Linked DNA regions of Mus musculus: region 2 is linked to region 1. The links are chromatin contacts, called in public Micro-C maps. All regions are on one chromosome and are shown on one strand. The core of a region is the stretch at or near the end of the contact, and the rest is flanking DNA. Distances in the headings are between cores, read along the strand shown. Region 1 holds the start of Rnf138rt1 (ring finger protein 138, retrogene 1). Region 2 holds the start of Ap1s2 (adaptor-related protein complex 1, sigma 2 subunit).

Region 1 (2,535 bases), core at 18-2,517:
CCTCCCTGATCCTCTTGTCCAAGGGACTAAGTTTTAACATAATTTCGATTTGTAATGAAAGAAAAACTAAAAGGTCAGACTGATCACTTTTATTTAAAACATCAAGTTATTGAAGGGATGTTTTAATGTAAATTGTCCCTTAGGAACAATTGTAGAAATGAGTACAGTCCCTCTAGATGTTGACGTGGAAGGACTCTTCAATGGCGATCTGAAATTGGGTTTCCTCATCCAGCTGAAGATTCACGAAATCTCCGTAATCAAACTGATGCCTCTGATTAAGGTGACTAACAAAATTTCTGGTGAGTTGAGGCGGGTCGCCCCATGGAAGAGATAGGCAAATTGGGCAAGTGACTGAAACGACACGACCTCGGTGGCTGCTGTTGCAATGATCCAGCAAACGTTGCCTGCTCATGGTTACTTCTTCACACAGAGGACAATCGAAGGTGGGCTCATCAGGTGGGCTTGCGTTCTCTTCCTCTTCTTGTAAAACCTCAGCATTCGCTGAGGCCGGTGCCTCGTTGTTACTGTTGCCCACGGAGTTTGGAGACTGTTGGAAGCTTGAAACAGATGTAGAAACTCCAAATTCATCCTGGTACTTTTCGCAAGTTTTGTAGTGCTGCCTCATACGATAGAGTTCAACGCGCTGGGAACAGCATCGGCAATTACCAGGAAAATGTCTCATGATGGTTTCGAGGTCTACAGCCCTCACTGGACAAGCTCTTTCTCTTCTAGTCACATTTCCACGGCACAGGGGGCAGTGGAGCCGGCTCTCCTTCATTGCACTCAGGAAACATTTTCTGCAGAAAACATGCTTACAGGCCGCGACCCGAACTGGCGTTTTGAAGACTTCTTGGCATATCGGACAGTAGAAATCATCTTCAGTATAAGACGTGGTGGAGGCAGATTCTTCCTCGGCCATAGTGGCGACCGGTAGAAGCCCAAGGCGATGGCGGCTCGCGGCTGCCAAGGTGGCGGTGGCGGCTCAGAGCTCCCCTCCGGATCCTCTCCAAGCAGCGCTTTGGGTCAAGCTCTCTCCGCGGCAGATCCGCAGACAGGTGGTCCCCTGCTGCAGTCCGATTTCAGCGCCTTTCTGTCCAGCAGTTGAGTGAGCTTCAGACCACTGGATCTCCAGCGAATGACGGGTGATGCTCTGTTCTTATGAGCCTCAGAACCCGCCAGACCCGAAGCTCATGGTGATGGAGATACCTCCTATTCAGCCATCAGTTGAGAGGTAACTGCTGCCTGCCAGGCTGGTTGGTCACTGCAGAGTGGATAGCCACAGGAGAGCCGGAGGCGGGGTCAATAGGACGGCCTCCATAGCAACCAGCGCGTCGCGCCTTCAGCTGGTTGTGACGTAAGCTGCCAGGTCCGCTTACTTTACCAAGTTTTTTTTTGTTTGTTTGTTTTCTGTTTTTGTTTTTAAATCCAGCTGGGCCTAGTGGCGCAGGCTTGTAATCCTAGCCATTAAGGGGTGCTGAGGCAGTATGATCGCGAGTTCAAACCCAGACTGAGAGATTTAGGGAGCCCCTGTCTGGGAAGAGTACAAAGAGATCCGCCAGCACAGCTTGGTGATTCGATTGCAAGCGCAAGCCGCTGGATTTAATCCCTACGTCTTCATAAAGTCCTCCAGGTACCTAAGTGATCATTCTATGTGGACCACTGCTATCAGGCTACTGTGTGTAACAGTATATTGGCTCTCCTGTATATACCACGTTTCTTTACTCTTCAGCGTGCATCATTTAAAATTCCTAAAATTCACTAATTCAGCTTGTCAGTCCTCTCCTTTCATTAATGAGAACTGAGAAACCTCTCAGTCCTTAAACTAGACAGGTGAGGCCCATAGATCCAAAGCAGAAATCTACAAGCTAAATAGCTGACCTCTTACCAGACCCCTGCTTTAGGATTTTTCCCATCTGTTCTACAAAGCCAAGCAAGAAATTGTGTGATGTTAACTGTATATGAGCTTGAGAAATTATCTACTCTGAGGTCCAGGCAGATGAAATATTTTCTCTCATATCACCCAACAAATTAGTGATGTCCTAGATGTTCCGACAAGAGCAAGAGCCTGACCCTTCGCCATCACCATGCACTTCTGAGTTTCTACTCAGTGTCCCTTGTCACCCAGAGCCACTGACAGTGATAGTGCATATCTTCGAGAGACTTTATTTTTATTCACTTAAAAAATTCTCACCCAAGACTTAGCTAAAAATGTAGCTTTTACCTTCATCATTGCTGCCTGTCCTTCCCTGGGCACTCCCCTGAGGGTGCTCAGGTATGCTAAATCCAAAAGGTGAACACAAACACACACACGGGGGGGGGGGAGAAGTGTTGAAATACAAAAGGCACACCAAGAGCCTCTGATTGCTCATCTGTAAAATGGCACCGTGGGCTGCAATTGAAATTGTTCATAGACTTCTGAAAATATCAAGTGAGATGGTATCCCAAACGTGTTCTCCATGGAACTGTTTCCTAGCAAACAGTGTCTTATTAACCAGCTACCCAGTGTGCTGTACATAGATTTCACAACTTACCCAC
Region 2 (2,535 bases), core at 27-2,526, 150 kb after region 1:
ATTGATGTCTAATAAGGGGGTTCTTTACATTAAGTAAACACAGCTTCGCTAAAAGTGTAGCATCTTTTTTTTCTTACATTAGTTAATTTACAATTCCTGTTTAGTAATCTCTGCAAAGAAAGGCATGCCCAATGAATACTCTGTTCTGGCTTTTGTTGTAGGGACAGAGGTGACAGTAGTAATGAGTAGCATTTGACAGGGGAAATCCATGGCTGTCCAAGCAAGGTCACCTAATCCTGTGGATCTCCATTCCCCTTATCTATAAAAGATGAGTTGAACTCGATGATCCATCCATTCCACCATTCAAATAAAACACAGACATCCATCATACGCCCAGACTAAGTCAACATTTCAGCTTTTTAACAAGTCTATCATCATTTTATAATTTTATTAGACAACTCACATTTATCAGTAGTGTTAAAACCAGGCAGAGAACTAGGTTGTTAAACGAATAAAATCCAAGGTGCGCTAAACAGAAGCATGTGGGTAAAAGAGGAATTCGTTGTTCCGGGGCTTTAGGGTGAGGCTTTATAGATGTGACATTAGAGGAAGGACATGCCAAGGCGAGCGAGTCATCAGCCAAGGCTAAACTGGAACCCGGGATGGGGAAGGTGCGGGCGAGACCGTGAGAAGGAAGCGGGATCTAAAAGGACTAAGCGCTGTCTGGATTTTTTTTTTTTTTTTTTTTTTTTTTTTTTTTTTTTTGCAGCAGAGAGCGGACTACAACTCCTCCAGTCCGCCGCACTGCTGGGGGAAGCAAGCCCTGAAGAGAGGCTCTAGCAAAGCTTGTGGCGAGAAATGTCTAGGTTAGCTGGGGCTGGAAAGGAGGGGCCTCCCTGCAAACGCGGGCACGAGCACCGCGACAGCGCTGACTTGTTTTCCCCTGAGTTGCAGCACTCCTGTCCTTGGCTCCCACCATCATCGCCGACTGTCACACCTCCCCGCCCAACCCTCTGGAGACCCACGGAGTCACTGGCGCTCGGAATCAGCCCCTTTGCGGTGCGGACCATCCTTTAGCCTGCACCACGGGGTCAGCTAAGGGCGCCGCGGAGCCCCATCACCCTGCCACGGAAGGAGCCAGGACAGCCGCGCGCGCCGCGTCCCGGCAGCACAGCCCGAAGTACGCAAGCGCGCTGGCCACAGCCTAGGCCGCTTCCGGGTCACGTGGCCAGACTTCCGGCCCTCGCCACGCCTACCCTGCGGTTATTTGACCAATCGGCTTCTCGTTCTTGCCGGCAACAGCGCTCACTCTAGAGGCGGTTGGCGCCCCCTCGGCAGCTTGGCGCGCGGTCTCCGGTCCGCCTCTCCGCTCGCCGCAGCCCGGGCTCCTCCTCCGTCCAGCCTCCAGGGCGGGATCTGTCGGCTCGCCCTACCCTCGCAGCCTAAGCCTGCCCTCCACCAGACGGGTCCCCTCCCCGCGGCACCACGGCTTCCCTTCCACAGCACGGCGACGGGGGCTTCCCCTCAGCAGCTGCCGGCGCCTCAGTCTCCGCGGCCAGCCCAGCTCCGCCGCGTCCGCGGCCCGCCGCCGCCGTAAGTGCTGAAGGAGTCCGCTGAGCTGGCAGGGATGGAAAGAGGGAGTGATGGCTGGGACGCGCCCCCCGCCGCCCCGTGAGCGCCCCGACGACCCCACCCCGAGTCCTCCCGGGGCGCCGCGCCCCGAAACTCACTTCTGCCGGCGGTAGCGCTCCGCTCTCCACTCGGCAGCGCGCCGGTGATGCAGGGGAACCGGTCCTAGGTTCCGCGGGGACCCCGCGGCACCTGTGGTTCGCTGATCGCCTCAAGTTTGACGGGGCGTTTTGGGGAGGGGCTGGGGTGACGGCGACCGAGGACTTGGCGCCCCTGGCGGGCCAGCGGATGCCATTGTCTCTGCTCCACTCCTTGCCGGTCACCTCGCCCAGCTTTGGGTACTGATGGAGTGTAGTCCCGGGAGGAGGGGAGGCGTCCGAGACTGCGGGACCCCAGGGATGCTGGACCAGAGCCCACTCCAAGGCTGAGCTCATTGTTGGGTTTTTTGTTTTGTTTTGTTTTGTTTTTGTTTTAATACCAATCTGGAGAAATTGTTGTCCCGGGATTTGCGGCAAAAATCAAAGCGAGGGAAAAGGAATACTTGTGCCGCGGGTTTCGTCCCATGTTAGCACATCATTTGTTTTGAGGAAAATGCTTGGTTTCTTCGTCCTCCAAAGTGGTAGGGCGGATACTGGACCCCGCTACAGATAGCCTAGAGCACACCCCAGTCATTAGCAAACCATCTCTCCTGGTCAAGATTTAAGAAAACCGATCGGTCCCTTCCCCAAGTTCTGATAACGGTTTGCGTTCAATGTCCAGTTCTTTCGATGCCGTTCTTTTCGATGCCGCTGTCTTCAGGACTTACAAGGGTGGCACTTTGCTCTCAATGAATTATATAGTGTTGTGTGGGGTAATAGCCAATTTTAACTTTATTAAAGTTAAATGGCTACGCCATAAATATCCGGATGTTTTCTTGATGCCTTTTTGGGATATTGCGAGGTGGATTTCCTGTCTAGAGCCAATTTG

Evidence for each region. Hi-C and Micro-C count contacts between places; a contact is called where the count stands out from the background.
Region 2: a contact with region 1 is called in a Micro-C map of embryonic stem cells, with 3 times the contacts expected there. The contact joins the promoter of Ap1s2 here to the promoter of Rnf138rt1 in region 1. A contact is called at or near these places in 8 of 39 promoter capture datasets (the 3T3-L1 cell line, the C10 cell line, the HPC-7 cell line and 5 more), 1 of 15 datasets of contacts at CTCF or cohesin (pro-B cells), 14 of 484 Hi-C or Micro-C datasets (LSK cells, Sertoli cells, cerebellum and 4 more), 5 of 115 datasets of contacts at active chromatin or transcription factors (embryonic stem cells, forebrain and stem cell-derived neural progenitor cells) and 4 of 9 other capture datasets (adipose tissue, embryonic stem cells, liver and 1 more).

Annotation. Positions count from the first base shown.
Region 1 is chrX:163,760,065-163,762,599 of GRCm38.p6, forward strand. It overlaps Rnf138rt1 (ring finger protein 138, retrogene 1), which reads right to left and starts at 1,268. Exons shown (of 1, transcript NM_028842.3): 1 at 75-1,268. The coding sequence starts at 919. The coding sequence ends at 173.
Region 2 is chrX:163,907,741-163,910,275 of GRCm38.p6, forward strand. Ap1s2 (adaptor-related protein complex 1, sigma 2 subunit) reads left to right here and starts at 1,277. Exons shown (of 6, transcript NM_001290379.1): 1 at 1,277-1,533. It overlaps Gm52456 (predicted gene, 52456), which reads right to left and starts at 1,791. Exons shown (of 2, transcript NR_165469.1): 1 at 1,671-1,791; 2 at 370-1,558.